Linked DNA regions of Sus scrofa: region 2 is linked to region 1. The links are chromatin contacts, called in public HiChIP or PLAC-seq maps. All regions are on one chromosome and are shown on one strand. Each heading gives the region's core, a stretch centred on a gene start, on an enhancer-like site or on the middle of the called end of the contact. The rest is flanking DNA. Distances are from core to core; before and after follow the strand shown.

The links. HiChIP or PLAC-seq counts read pairs in DNA pulled down with a chosen protein or histone mark.
Region 2: an H3K27ac HiChIP or PLAC-seq map of alveolar macrophages shows a contact between it and region 1. The contact joins two enhancer-like sites. A contact is called at or near these places in 1 of 5 promoter capture datasets (fetal liver), 1 of 47 Hi-C or Micro-C datasets (embryonic fibroblasts) and 1 of 2 datasets of contacts at active chromatin or transcription factors (alveolar macrophages).

What each region holds. Positions count from the first base shown.
Region 1 is chr10:68,625,808-68,633,316 of Sscrofa11.1, reverse strand. All of the region lies in intron 1 of LARP4B (la-related protein 4B), which reads right to left. Among named protein-coding and RNA genes, the nearest start is that of LARP4B, 8.0 kb to the right of the region's middle. Within about 2 kb of position 2,561, at least 18 of the 83 cell types and tissues checked have an H3K27ac peak or open chromatin away from gene starts, as enhancers often do. A contact at or near this core is called in alveolar macrophages, where this site is marked.
Region 2 is chr10:69,311,736-69,319,244 of Sscrofa11.1, reverse strand. It overlaps LOC102163368 (a long non-coding RNA gene), which reads right to left. Exons shown (of 4, transcript XR_001299417.2): 2 at 3,226-3,345; 3 at 2,424-2,539; 4 at 1-734. Among named protein-coding and RNA genes, the nearest start is that of ZMYND11, 20 kb to the right of the region's middle. Within about 2 kb of position 4,489, at least 6 of the 83 cell types and tissues checked have an H3K27ac peak or open chromatin away from gene starts, as enhancers often do. A contact at or near this core is called in alveolar macrophages, where this site is marked.

The DNA of each region.
Region 1 (7,509 bases), core at 1,312-3,811:
AGGTTCGGATCCCTGGCCCTGATCAGTGGGTTAAGGATCCAACATTGCTGTGAGCTGTGGTGTAAGTTGCAAATGAGGCTCAGATCTGGCGTTGCTGTGGCTGTGGTGTAGGCCAGCGGCTGCAGCTCCCATTCAACCCCTAGTCTGGGAACTTCCATATGTGCGGGTGTGGCCCTAAAAGGACAAAAAAGTGAAAAAAAACAAAAAAACCTAATACCCCCTAGCATGAATTATTCCTTACAAAATGATACCACTGTTTGAAAAGAGAATTTGTTCCACAGCTATGAATTAAAAACACATACATTTGGATAATCTTTGAGTTTGATATTGCAACATAATACCTTTGTGTAACTGGACCACAACTCCGAGGCCAGTTAGGATTACAGTTCAACAGGCAATGAAACCATACAAGCTCCAAGCAAACTATCAGAGTCAACTCCAGTAATTGTGAACTACTGCTCAGGACAGTAAATGAACTTCTCTCAGTCTTGTTCTGTGGGCTACCCTGACCTCAACAATCATCACTATAAAACTACGATGAAAACTTTCTTGTTCAAGCCAGCATTTCTTCCCCCCCCCCCCCCCCGCTTTTTTTTGGTCTTTTTAGGACCACACCGGAGGCATATGAAAGTTCCCAGGCTAGGGGCTAAATCCAAGCTGTAGCTGCTGGCCTGCAACAAAGGCACAGCAACACCAGATCCAACCCACGTCTACGTCTGCAACCTACACCACAGCTCACAGCACCATTGGATCCTCTGACCCACTGGGCGAGGCCAGGGATCAAACCACACCCTCACGGATACCAGTCAGGTTCACTACTGCTAGCCACGATGGGAACTCCCACAGCCAGTGCTTCTGATGTTCAGCTGTGCTGTGTGTGGAGCCCTCAAACCTATCAGGTTACTGGACCTAAGACAACTTTATCCAAGACACCTATGCTTTCCAAGAATCGGGCACTATCTGCAATGGTCTTGGAAGCAAGAAGCTAGATAGATCTCATTATCTGCTCTTCTCTCATTGTGTGATGTCAGGCAACTGTCTCCAGGCCCCAGTAAACAGGGGTTCCCTCCCAAACAGTAAAACACGAGTTCCAAAGAACAAATGTTGGGGGGCAAGGACTTTGGGTCATCTGACTTATAAGCCAAATACACTGTTGAAGATGGGAGCTGACGGGACCCACACTCATTTCTCACGTTTTGCGGGAAAGCTGTAGGCTGCTGAGATCTCAATCATTAGACACACAGCAGGAGCAAGCAAAATGGTGCTGAGAAGGCTAAACCAAAGGCCAAGAGGGGGCCTGGTGCTCACAGCGAGTCAGAGCTCCTCGTCACGAAAAGGTGATGGGTGTGAACAGAGGCACTGATGCTTCCAAAGCCTGAAGGCAGAGCCCTGCGCCAACAGTGTGGATATTGAAGTCTGAATGCTTTGGGAAGGAAACCACTGAATTTAAAAGAATTTCGCTTAGACCATTGCTCAAAGATGAGTCTGAATATATGATACAAACTGGAAGATCTGTTAATGCCTTCCTAAATGGATTAAAGCTAGTAAGTTAAAATTAGACAAAATTTACAAAAAAAAAAAAAAAAGAGCCCTTAATTTTTCCAGAATAAATACATTAATTCAATGTTTTAAAAAGCAGTTTAGGAGTTCCCACTGTGATGCAATGGCATCGGTGGCATCTTGGGAGCCCTGGGACGCAGGCATGATTCCCCGCCAGACACAATGGGTTAAGGGTCCGATGTTCCTGCAGCTGCAGCTTAGGTCATAACTGCAGCTTGGATCTGACCCCTGGCTGGGGAACTCCATATGCCATAGGGTGGCCAAAAAAAAAAAATTTAATGACTGCTTTACGAATCTCCTTAAAACAACAACAACAACAATAAAACACTGGCTTAAAGTTCCATAGCGTACATAAAGTTAACACTTTCACAATTTCGATTTTTCTTTTGAGACGCCATTGTTAAAGTCATCAACTGAAGAGCAGCCTACTGAGTTCAAACAGTGCCGTGGAGAACTTAGCTTAGGGGAGAGGCTCAGGCAAAACCAATCTGACTAGCATGCAGGAGGACGCAGGTTTAACCCCTGGGCCTCGCTCAATGGGTTAAAGATCCAGCGTTGCTGTGGCTGTGCTGTGGGCTGGCAGCTACAGCTCTGATTTGACCGTTAGCCTGGGAACTTCCATATGCCATAGATGTGGCCTTAAAAAGACAAAAAAAGAAAAAGAAAACTTAGCTTAAAGAGGGGACCAAAGTTACTGTCCTCATTCTGCCAACAGCCAACTAGTTGTATTTCTAATTAGTTTTACTTTTATTTTTCTGGCAGTTACTTTCACAAACTAGCTATCAAATCTCTATTAATAACACAGTGTGGATCAAAACTCAAAATCTCAGAAACTGACTTCAGAGTGTCACTTCATTCACACCAAACATTACATGAATACTCAGAAAGGATCAAAGGCTTCCCTCTCATTCTTATAAGGGCAGACAGGTAACAAGGGCACTAATAAAAACAAAATACCCATGTGGCTGGACTAAGCTGATTATACGTGTAGGTAATTATTAAACACATGACACACTCATTCTTCACCGATTATCCATAAACCCACCTAACCACACCCCCGCACCAAACTGTGACCTGAAGTTCATGATCTAGCTGTCCCTTGCCCAACACAGTACTGCCGAGTACAGTAGCCTTTCCTTATCTGGGGTTTGCTTTCCATGCTTTTGCTTACGATGGTCAACTATGGTCCGAAAATACCAAACGGAAAATCCCAGACATAAGCAACTCACAAGTTTTCAACAGCGCCCCATTCTGAGCAGCGTGACTCCATCTCGCGAGGCCCCGCCCAGGAGGTGAATCATCCCTTTGTCCCACGTATCCCTCGGTTAGTCACTTAGTAGCTGGCTGGTTATCAGATCAACTGTCAGTCTGGCAGTGCTTGTGTTCAAGTGACCCTCATTTTACTCACTAATGGTCCCAAAGCACAAGAGCAGTGATGCTGGCAATTCAGATATGCCAAAGGGAAGCCTTATGAGGTGCTTCCTTTAGGTGAAAAGATAAAAAAAGTTCTTGATTTAATATGGGAAAAAGCTGTACGCTGAAGTTGCTAAGAACTACAATACGAATGAATCTTCTATCTGTGAAACACTGAAGGAAAAAGAAATTCATGATAATTTTTTTCTTTTTTAGCTTTTTAGGGCTGCACTCGCAGCATATGGAGGCTCCCCGGTTAGGGGTCCAATTGGAGCCACAGCTTCCAGACTACACCACAGCCACAGCAACTGGGGATCCAAGCCACATCTGCAACCTACACCACAGCTCACGGCAACGCCACATCCCCCACCCACTGAGCAGGGCCAAGGATCAAACGCACATCCTCACAGATACTAGTCAGATTAGTTTCCTCTGAGCCACGACGGAATGCCCCATACTAGTTTTTCTGTGGCACCTCAAACTGCAAGGGTTACAGCCACGGTGCTTAGTAAGTGATTAATTAAGATGGAAAAGGCAATTCTGTGAAATAAGGTATTTCGAGAGACCACATTCATATAACTTTTATCACAGTATACTGTTATAATTGGGGGTGGGGTTATTTTTGTTTTGGGGGGGCTTGGCTAAGTCTGTGGCTAGTGGAGGCTCCAAGCCAGGGATGGAACCCACACCACTGCAGCGACCCAAGCCACTGCAGTGATGCTGGATCCTTAATCCACCATGCCACAAGGGGACTCCTATAACCGTTACATTGTATTATTAGTTACTGTTCCCAATGTATAAGTTAAACTTTATCCTAGGTATGTATGTATAGGAAAAATAAAAGTACACATAGGGATTCGATATTATCCACAGTTGAAGCCACCCACTTCAGGTGCTGGAATGGATCCCCTGCAGAAAAGGAGGGACCACTGTAATATGACTTGTGGCAATATAGCAACTTTGGGAAAACATCTCATCTATAGCTTTTTATCTTGAGCTATAAGCTCATGATTTCAAAGAATAAAAACTGAGTTAACAGATTAAAAACCTCCAAAATGATAATCAAACACACTCAACATGCTAAACTTGAAAAGGGCAGTAAGCCAAGAGTGTCCATGCCTGAAAATTATGAAACTTCTGGTCACTTAGAATCCCAAGACACTCTTCTGTAGGAAAACATCTCATTCCTAACTGCAGCCCCGCCAGGTCACAAGAGTTTCAAGGTGCCTGAGCCTGGAGAGGCTTCTGCAGTTTTACTCTGTGGTCCTGTTCTCTGCTTCCGGCCCTCTCATGATCAGTTTAACTCTCCTGCACTGAACCCTGGAAAATAACGATTTCAGCACAAGAAAGGAAAACTCATTAACGCACACAAAGAAATGGGGAGAGCTATGAAAAACCAAGGGACAGCAGCTGCTTCACTGACTATGCCCTCAGGTCCTCACTGACCGCCCATCCCCCCACACACACACACACTTGAGGTGTGAAGAAGCAGATATGCTGATTCATAGTCACTCACGTGTGCAACGGTCTGTCGTCCAAGTGACCCGCTAAAGGGACACTGCAGACAGCACCTGTCTGACGGCCAGGACCTTACAGCGATGCCAGGGAAAGTTTTATCCAAGAGGATTTTCACACTGAGCTTCTGCACTAAATGACGACCTCCTATTGTTGGAAATTTTCTTCCCTCCTAAAAATACAAGTCAAAAGAAAATGCTTTTCTTCTAAATGCCCAGATTTTTAAGAGGCAACTGTCTCCACAGGGACGTCAAGTCTGCTTTTAAAGGCTCCTGGCAGTCCCTGACCATGGGAGGGGTGACAGGCCAGGCACAAGGGATTACGGGACAGACTAAAAGCAGCATGGCTAGGTACAGACACACAGTTAACCCTTAACAACGCAGGCTCGAACTGCATGTGTCCACTTACACATGGACTTTCCAACACACCCGCACTACGGCACCACACGATCCGAGGCTGGCCGAGTCCACGGACATAGAGCCACAGACACAGAGGACCAGCTATGAGTTAAACTCTGATTTTCAACGGCACACAGGACTGGTGCCCCAAATACTGTGCTGTTCAAGGGTCAACTGTATATGGCAAGGCAGAAATCAGACAGACGTTAAACTCCCAACAATGAAATACAGAGAAGTATGTAATCAAAAAAGAGAAGTAATGTTCAGAAAGCATAGTCTTTGAAGAACAGGTTTTCAAGGACTTGATTATTTCAGGCAAAACAATCAGAAAAGAGAATGTTTAACATGTTCAGAGACAACATTCGTGGAGGAGAGCTGTAAATCTATGTCCATTCGGTCACTATGTTTTTATCCCCATGTTTTTGAGCTCTGACAATAAAACAAAGCTTTTTGAAATGTGAAAACAAAATGTTCTCATTTTTCAGGGATGTTTCTAAAAAAGGAATCTGTTAATTAGTTTGCCTTAATAAAAGCTGAAATAAATATACTTTAAACAAGTGACAAATGCTAGCAGATTTAAGGCATGTTTTAAAGTATTTTTTAAAAGCACTTGGTTATGCGTAGCACAGATGAAAGGGGTTCAAGCAAGCGATTATTCCTCTGGACCGGGGCTTGGACGGCTGCACGGGGACAAACACAAGCGTGAGCCAGAGGGCTGCTGCCCGGGGCCCAGTCACACCCACCGTGCGTCCATTCTTCCCCTTCCACTCGACTGTCCACACAGCAGCAGGACTGCTGAAAAAGGCAATTCTGGGCATGTGCTTCCCCTGCTTAAAACCCTCTGACTGACTCCCACTGCTCTCAGGGTACAGAGCACCCTTCCGGCCCGGGCCCGGAGGTCCAGATCCTGCAGGATCCAGCTGCCGCCTCACCCAGCAGCCCCTCCCCTTACTCAGCGACGCCAAATGAGCCCTGGTCTCTGCACCTTACCCTGTGCCCAGAAGGCTCTCTCCCTGTCCCGCCCTTCTTAGGGACGCCTCCTGAGCCCTCCTGACCTGTCTCCCTGCCTCAGTGGACAGAAAGCTCCAAAGAGGAGGGCAAGTTATTCCTTTTGTTCACCAAATAACCCTGGGACTTACTCATCAATTATTTAGTGCATACTGTGTTCTTCGATCTGGGTTCATATCAATGAACAAGAGTCAGAAACCTTCAATTTCAGAGAGTTACATTCACCTCTGAGATGACACAAGACACATACTATATGGATACCGCATGGCATGTTATAATGTAGTAACAAGAACTACAACAAAAACATAGCAAGAAGACAGGGGTGTCTGCCATACTACACACTACAGTAAGCTGTCCTAATGGGACTGCTTGACTGTGCCGGGTGGAGAGCTCTCAGCAAGTTGCATGCACAGAGGCTTCAAGAAGCCAAACGCCAGTCTACTTTAAATAAAACTCTTTTTTTTTTTGGTTTTTGCTTTTTAGGGCCACACCAGCGGCATATGGAAGTTCCCAGGCTAGAGGTCAAATCAGAGCTCCAGCTGTGGGCCTACACCACAACCATGGCAACTGGGGATCTGAGGGACCTACACCAGAGCTCCCGGCAACATCGGATCCTTAACCCACTGAGTGAGGCCAGGGATCAAGCCGCATCCTCATGCATACTAGTTAGGTTGTTAATGCTGAGCCACAACAGAAACCCCACAACAACTCACTTTCTTAATTCCTTCTAGATCACAAGTCTTAGAGAAAAATTCTGGTATCACTCATCTTTGTATTGAGCGTGCCTGACTGACCAAAACACCTGCTCAGAGAAGGCATCAATGAGGGTCTCTTTCCTCCCAGCGGCCCGGATCCGCACCAGGTCACACGGCAATATTTAATAGGGAATTTTAAAAAAAGGAAAAATACACTGAAGTTTGAAAATACATTTTTGCTATTATAATTGCTTTGGTTTTGGCTAATAGAATTTGTCTCTTCCTGGTTTTTTGGCTGCACTTGCAGCATGCAGCAATTCAGAGGCCAGGGATTGAAACCGAGCCACAGCAGTGACAAATGCTGGGTCTTTAACCCACTGAGCCACCAGGAAATTCCAAAATTGTCTTAATCTTAAAGCAAAATAAAGAAATATTTATTGTTACAAAGGGGACACATTTTAAAAACCTGAAAAAGAATCTGTCAGCTAGAGGTCATACAGTTAAGTAACTTCATCTAAAACACTGCGTGCACTAGGCGTAGCTATCAACTCAGTTAACATTTTGTAAATATAATTGCATGCATTTTCTACGGCATTCTTTCTGAGTAAAGATTTTCACGTCTGTTTATGAAAGCAAGGAAATAATTTCTCTAAAACTGAGGTGGGAGGTGTCTTATCCCTCTGGCCCTGGGTGGGGCACAGAGTTTAAGGACATAAAAGGGTCTTGCCCACAAGGAGCTTTTGTTAATTACTCAGTGCAAAGTCCAGGATGCTACGGAAACAGAGGAGCATTCAGCAGGACTTCCTGAAATACCTTAATGGGGATTGGTTAAGCAGCAAAGCCTGGGGGGGGGGGGGAAGAGGACCTTCGATTTTAGGCAAAGACACTAGAGGGCAAAGGCAACACCACAGGTTTAGGGG
Region 2 (7,509 bases), core at 3,240-5,739, 680 kb before region 1:
AGTAGGTTCCCTGAACTTCAAAAGTATATATAATATGATGTAAGTCCATGTACTATGAAGTAAATTAATTTTACTTCCCACTTTAAACCTTTCATGATGCGTCCTGTTTTCTTGCCTTTCTGTACAAAAGTTGCATCTACGAGTATAATGCACACGAAGCACAAATATAAAAATTCTACAGTTACCTTTTAATGTGTTTAGTGTGGAAATAAAGAACACTGTGTCACTTCACATAACACACAGGAGACCTGAAGATGAAATCATCAGTTCTTTAATCAGATTTTTCTCAACTAAAAAAAAAGCAAAGCAACAGACAGTAGAACCCATCCACACCCAAAAGAGGAAAAAACCTAGAAGGAAGAAAGCCCACAGAGATTTATATGCCAGGCAGAGAGGTGGTTGCTCCAGACCCCTGTTGAATGAAAGCGCTCCAGCAGCCTTGGCGAGCAGTGGGCTTGTTATTTAAGAGGACAGTTCCTTTGTGAGCTTCGGCACTCCCCGCGCCCAGCCCCTGTCTGCTCCTTTCAGCAGTGCAGCAAATCGTCTGTTGCCAGGGGATGTACAGAGGTTTCAATGGCAAAGCTCCCAGAGAAACTCCCTGGGTCACAGTCTCCTCCTGGGAGAAGTGGTTAGAACAACAAGTGGTTTTTCTCGTCATGACTCTCATCTCCCCACAGTCTTCCTCTGTGGCTCCTTTCCCCAGACTTACAGATAGATTTGGTGGCTGAATGATGCTGTGAGAGAGAGCAGTTGACCTAGTTAACTTAGTGACATTGTTTGAGCCATACATCCATTCAGGAGAAACAAAACCTTTGTTTTGGCATTGTGAGGATTCTTTCAAGCACAGAAACCTGCATTTTTGGTGTCTGTATAATGTTGTACCATCATCACAGTCTTTAAAATATTGAAATCCCAAACTCAGTGATTTATGTCTTTTTGTAATGTAGTAGATAAACTATAGGACAAAGACTGAATATAATTGGTGAGATCAACAACGCCTAGAGGACTGAAAAAAAAAGGAAGACATGCAAGAGAGGAGAAACAGTAAGGAAATCTGTTAACTCATGAAGAATTGAGGGGGTATGAAATATGCATATGTCTCACAAAATTGCTGAGCTAGCAGATATGGAAAGTCATATATAAAATAAATAATAGGAGTTCCAGTCATGGCACAGTGGTTAATGAATCCAACTAGGAACCATGAGGTTGCGGGTTTGGTCCCTGGCCTTGCTCAGTGGGTTAAGGATCTGGCGTTGCCGTGAGCTGTGGTATAGATTGCAGACACGGCTCGGATCCTGTGTTGCTGTGGCTCTGGCATAGGCCGGCAGCTGTAGCTCCAATTAGACCCCTAGCCTGGGAACCTTCACATGCCACGGGAGCGGCCCTAGAAAAGGCAAAAAGACCAAAAAAAAAATTAATTAAAAAATAAATAAAATAGGAGTTCCCATCGTGGCGCAGTGGTTAATGAATCCGACTAGGAACCATGAAGTTGTGGGTTTGGTCTCTGCCCTTGCTCAGTGGGTTAAGGATCTGTTGTTGCCGTGAGCTGTGGTGTAGGTTGCAGACGCGGCTCGGATCCCGTGTTCCTCTGGCTGTGGTGTAGGCCGGTGGCCACAGCTCCGATTGGATCCCTAGCCTGGGAACCTCCATATGCTGCAGGAGTGGCCCAAGAAATGGCAAAAAGACAAAAAATAAATAAAATAAATAAATAAATTAATTAATTAATTAATAGATTAGGCAGATTGTTTTTACTTATAATAAATATGAATAAGTCAAGATATATCAGTTCTATTATTGTGTCAGAATGATGATTAAATTATTTAATCTCAACGTAACATATTCTGTGGAATACATGTTCCTTTGAAAGATTTCTCTTTCTTTTGATCATTTAGATCATTTAGGTCTAAGAATCGTTTAAAGTTCTTGCGTCTACATCAAGTTATTGAAAGAGTCAGTGTAGAGTGTGTTACACTGCAATTAATGATCAGGCTCCTCTTAGCTGGGGGACGAGACCTATGATCTAAACATTGCGTCTGAGGAGAACAAACATTTTCTTAACTAGCTAGAGGCAAACAACTGTAAGACTATATCATCCAAATGGCAGCCATCGGCCACTAAAATCAATTTTTTTTTGGTCTTTTTGCCTTTTCTAGGGACTCACCTGTGGCATATGGAGGTTCCCCTGCTAGGGGTCGAACTGGAGCTACAGCTGCCAGTCTACACCGCAGCCACAGCAACACCAGATCTGAGCCGCATCTGTGACCTACCCCACAGCTCAGGACAACGCCGGATCCTTAACCCACTGAGTGAGGCCAGGGATCGAACCCGCAACCTCATGGTTCCTAGTCGGAATCGTTAACCACTGAGCCATGACAGGAACTCCCTAAAACTCATTTAAACTTCAGTCCACCCCTTGCACTTACCATATGTCAAGTGCTCAAAGCCACACTCGCCTGAATGGCGACCGCAACGGACAGAGCGGGGCAGAGTGTTTCCACCACAGAGTCCTCCCGGTCGTTGCTGCTCTGAGGAGAAGCCTCTGAGAAGGGAGAAGGTAGCAGATAAGCATGGAGAGGAAATGAGCTCTTGACTGTATTTCCTCATTGGGCACCTATGCCCTCCTCGTTTTTGTATCAGTTTTACCTCATTATCGAGGCAGAGATAGATGAATGTTTTTCTCTCAGAGTTTGAAAGAAGAATTACGTGCCCTGTGAGCTCAGTCAGAAAATTGAATTATGACGCCTTACTCTCAGGTGCAAGGTGTAGTCCAACAAGACTCAGATACACTTTTCAGTTATTTTTTTCTTTTATTCCATCTGCACTTGTGGCATATAGAGGTTCCCAGGCTAGTCGTGGAATCAGAGCTGCAATTGCCAGCCTACACGACAGCTGCAGCAAGGATCCAAGCCACATCCATGCCCTATGCCACAGCTTGTGGCAATGCCAGACCCTTAACCCACTGAGCGAGGCCAGGGATCGAATCTTCATCCTCACAGAGACAGTGTCAGGTTCTTAACCCATGGAGCCACAACGGGAGCTCCATTTTCAGTTATTTTAGATGACTAATTTTAAACTAACAATGAATGAAGGCATAAGGAATCTAGATTACAAGAGAAAACTATGCCCTTGACAAACTGGGGGAAGTTTAATTTAACGTTTTAGCAGTCCCTTAAATGTTTATGACCTCTTCTAGCAAAAAGCATCAATAAGATTTATGAGCCTTACAGGGTCTCTCCGTGACAGATTCAGGCCATTTTTAGCTGTCGCTATCCAGGTTCAAATAGGCACAACAATTTTGGAAAAGAAAGAAGGAAAAAAACACGTTTCGGTTGAAAACTTTAGGACCTAAAAGGAGACAAATGTATTTAAGCTAAAACACAGCCATAACAGAGATGGGAAAAAAGCACCTATTTCAGAGGAATTGATATTGAATCTTTAATGATTTTATAAAGAAGAATTTGGACTTGGGCCAGTGCTTTTCTTTTCCTACTGCTGCTAGATAAACTAAGAGTGTGTGTCTTCTTTACAAAAGTACTCAAATCAGCTTACAAAGTGAAAAAAGAAAAGAAAAGAAATTAACACTTGAATCTGGAGGGAAATCTAGAATAACCGGGTACACACAGCAAGAAAGAAATAAAAACCATACTTTCTGGACAAAAAACAAAAAGGGAAATAAGGATGAAGTTAGACCTCTAATCCTTTCTCCCTTGATGAAGAAAAATAAAAGAAAATGTAATCCTTTTAATTTCCTTTGGAAATTGGCAAGTTTCTTGTACATTAATATAATATTAATTTCCTCCATTATCTTGTCATCATCAGTATGGTACATGTTGAATGAGTATATACTCCTTTTAGCTAAAGAAAATGAATTCACCTCACTCCTCCAGGATTTCTGTGAAAATCAGCGTATAGCATTAGGTAAAACTGATTAGAGTACTTCTTTACTGGAATTGGGACTATAGGAATTTTAACTGTGCCAGCTATTAATTGTCCTCAATAACTTTTGCCTACTCCCTTTATCTAATTTGATAGAAGTGTATTGTCCTGAGAGAGATTTAATTCAGACTTATTTCTTCTTCCAGGACGTAGTTACAGATCTTTAAATATACAAACCTCAAGTTGAAGAGCAGGCCACCCTCAGAACTGCTGAAAGTATTACAAACCACACTGGAAACTACTTCCCCACAACCTAGGTCATCTCTTCCCTGGCCAGAGTGGGACTGGCGCCTCCCCCAGGTTCTCAAAACTTTTGATGCTAGAACCTTTTCACTCCAGGAACCCAACAGAAACAACACACCCTTCCCCTGCCCGTATCCCTGTTTGGCCCCAGACTTTTCAGACAATACTCATTTCTACTCAAGAGATCAGGGAAGGGAACCCTCCGGGCAAAGAAGACAAGCAAATTCTTCATGTGTGAGAATTACATTGAGCACAACAAAATTCAGAGTCAGCTGGTCTCGCTGATTACTAATCTCCCGATGGAGATTACGCAAGAAAACTACTTGGTCTAATTTTCCTGGAGATGTGCTAGGAATGGAGCAACGTAAAGGCTTGTGGACATGTCCTTCCATTCTTCTCTTCTTTCAAAAGACAGAAAGAGGAAATGAAGTAAGGAATATAGGTTTATGCTGTGAGTACTGCACCCGTGTCTCTGAGTTTTTGATAATGAAAGCTCAGCCCCATGGGAATATAGGGCGTTTGTAAGGATGAGCCACCAATTCTATAAATGTGCCACCTAAGAAACTGTTTTGTCTGCATGGCTTGCCGGGGGTATATTCATTCAAAACCAAAACAGGCATGGCTAATCCACTCTCCCAGCAACCACGCAGCAGGCTGCAGTGACTACAGGGCCATTGTCCCCTCCATCCAGGCAGAAAAATAGAGGCTGAGTATACAAGGAGGTTTTTTTAATGGTTAAAATCACAGCCCATGTAACCAAGACCCACAAGGAATCAAAAGAGGGAATTCTTTGCACTATGTGGAAACAGTGCCTTCTGAGAGAGAAAACTCCTAATATGCCATCAAACCCTGGAATACCTGGAGTGATTTTATTCCTCCATCTAGTAAATCTATACTTGAGTTCATGTTCAGAGTTAAACAGATCTGTTAACACTCTTTTTTTTTTTTTCCTTTTTTTGTCTGCCCCGAGGCACATGGAGTTCCCCAGGCAGGGATCAGATCCAAGCCAAAGTTGCAGCCTATGCCACAGCAGCAGCAATGCTGGATCCCCCAACCCACTGTGCCTGGCTGGGGCTGAAGCCCGTGTCCTGGCACCGCAGACACCACCAAGCACGTTGCGCCACAGCAGAAACTCTAGCTCTTTAGTTGTGATTACTTTCAAATGAAGGACTTGTAATTTAACTTTAGGCAATTTTATCAACATACGAGGTAAACACATTTATTTCCTACTAAAACTCATTGTTTAACTAGAATATATTTTACTGGAGAAAAGATTTCCTGTTCTCTTTGGTAAACATTGCACCTTGCGTGAAATGACTGCCAAGTCAGGAGCTGAAGGCAATCTCTGTCTCCCGGTTCAGGAGCTGGGGAAAGGGGCTTGCTGGTCCTACACAGAATCTAAGACATGCACTCTGAAACGATCACAAGCTTGCAAAAGAAATGGAGGAAAACTTCTGATTAGAAGGATGGAGTAAATAGGTAGTTGACAATCATGAGTTAACTCTAAAAGGCAGCTACTTATTTGATCTCTTCTGCAAAGGGAATAAGACAAACTTCTATTTCATGTTGCTACGTTGTCTGAACTTCAGAAAATATTCCCTGGAATAAAACAAAAACATTTATATATTTCATAACCAGTGGAGTTTTTAGTGCCAGTGCTTTCCTTGTAGAAATGACTTGGGTGAAATGCTCCCTGACTGAGGTAGGATTGTATGTGCTGGATGGAAAAAGTACTTTACCTTTCTGAAAATGGTACAAAATACAACATAAGCCTTATGTTAGATTTGATAATTCATCGGTCATGCTATTCTGACCTATTTCTAAGTAACCTAGATTCAGTTATTAGAATTATTACTTCATAGAAAAAATATTTTATTTTTAAACAAATAGAATTATGTATATTCATACAATGGATTTTAAATTTTTTTGTAATGATGTCTGCCAACGCCATTTTTTAGATGAGTGTTAAGACCAATTACTGTTCTTTTCCACCGAAAATAATTGAAATTCTGCATTTTCCAAGAAAGTAAACAAGCTCTAAAATATCTCACTGGATTTAGGAGTTCCCACTGTGGCTCAATGGGTTAAGAACCCAGTGTTGTCTCTGTGAGGATGCTTGTTCGAGCCCTGGCCTGGCTTAGTGGATTAAGGATCTAAGGTGTTGCCACAAGCTGTTTCAAATGTGACTCAGATCAGGTGTTGCCACGGCTGTGCCATAGGCCTTAGCTGCAGCTCTGATTTGACCCTGGGAACTTCCACATGCCCACAGCTGTGGCCATAAAAAGAAAAAAAAATTTCACTGCCTTTAATGATTATGTGAAATAGGGATTGTACCCTTTCTAAAACAGTATGCAAAACTATTACATAGATTTAAAACTTTGATACTTTTTAAAACATTACCAATGAATTGCCTTGGTAAAAATTAATAGAAATGGACCTCATATCTGCATATGGGTTTCACTTGGTAAGATCTCTTTAGAGCTAGATGAGGACAAGACTGCCGACACCACGGAAAGCCCTCCCTACCGTGAGCTGGGACTGGCACTTCTGCTCTCAGTGGACTCTCCTTTCGTCCATGGGAATATGGAGACTCGTCTTACCTTCCTGGGAAACAGGGTGCAAAGGAAGGATTGCGAGCAGGGCAATTGTTCTATAGAAATCATGTGGTGGGCAAATGCAGAGGAAATAGTAAAGAATGTGGAGCCAGTTAACCGTCTCACTCCTGGTCAGATTCTGTAGCTTTTGCATCTACAGCACAGTTACGAGGATTTTCTAACGTGCAGAGCCTTATAAAAATGGGAGTCGATGTGTGAGCTGTCTTAGTTACAGTAAGGAAAAGATGAACAGGAAGGTTAAATCTCATTTTACATGAAGGATGCAACATAGAAGTTTATTAATTCCCTTATTGGGCTTTATTAGGCGCTTTGTGTACTTCCGAAGAGCGAAGTCAAGAAACCTGATGAGTAGGTTGCTCTGAGCAAGGCTCTCTAGAAGCTGTATCCAAGTGGACTCTGCTCACCCAAGTGCACTGGGCACAGTGTGGAATCATGTGCCCATCTCCTTGGACACAGTAAATCTCCTTGGACAGTCACACACTCTCTCTGCACAACCCCACTTAGACAAGCCCTTCACAGAGCCCCTGCCCCAGTATCCCAGATATTGTCCTTAATTTAAATAGCTCGTGAAGAGAATGAGATTAAAAAATAACTTTTAAATTTCAGGCATGATTTACAAAATTATAAATTAACTTTCTAAATCATCTAAACAATTTATCCCTTGGAAATTTTACTAACTTCTGTAAACTTCCAATGGAAATATAAATTTAGAGCA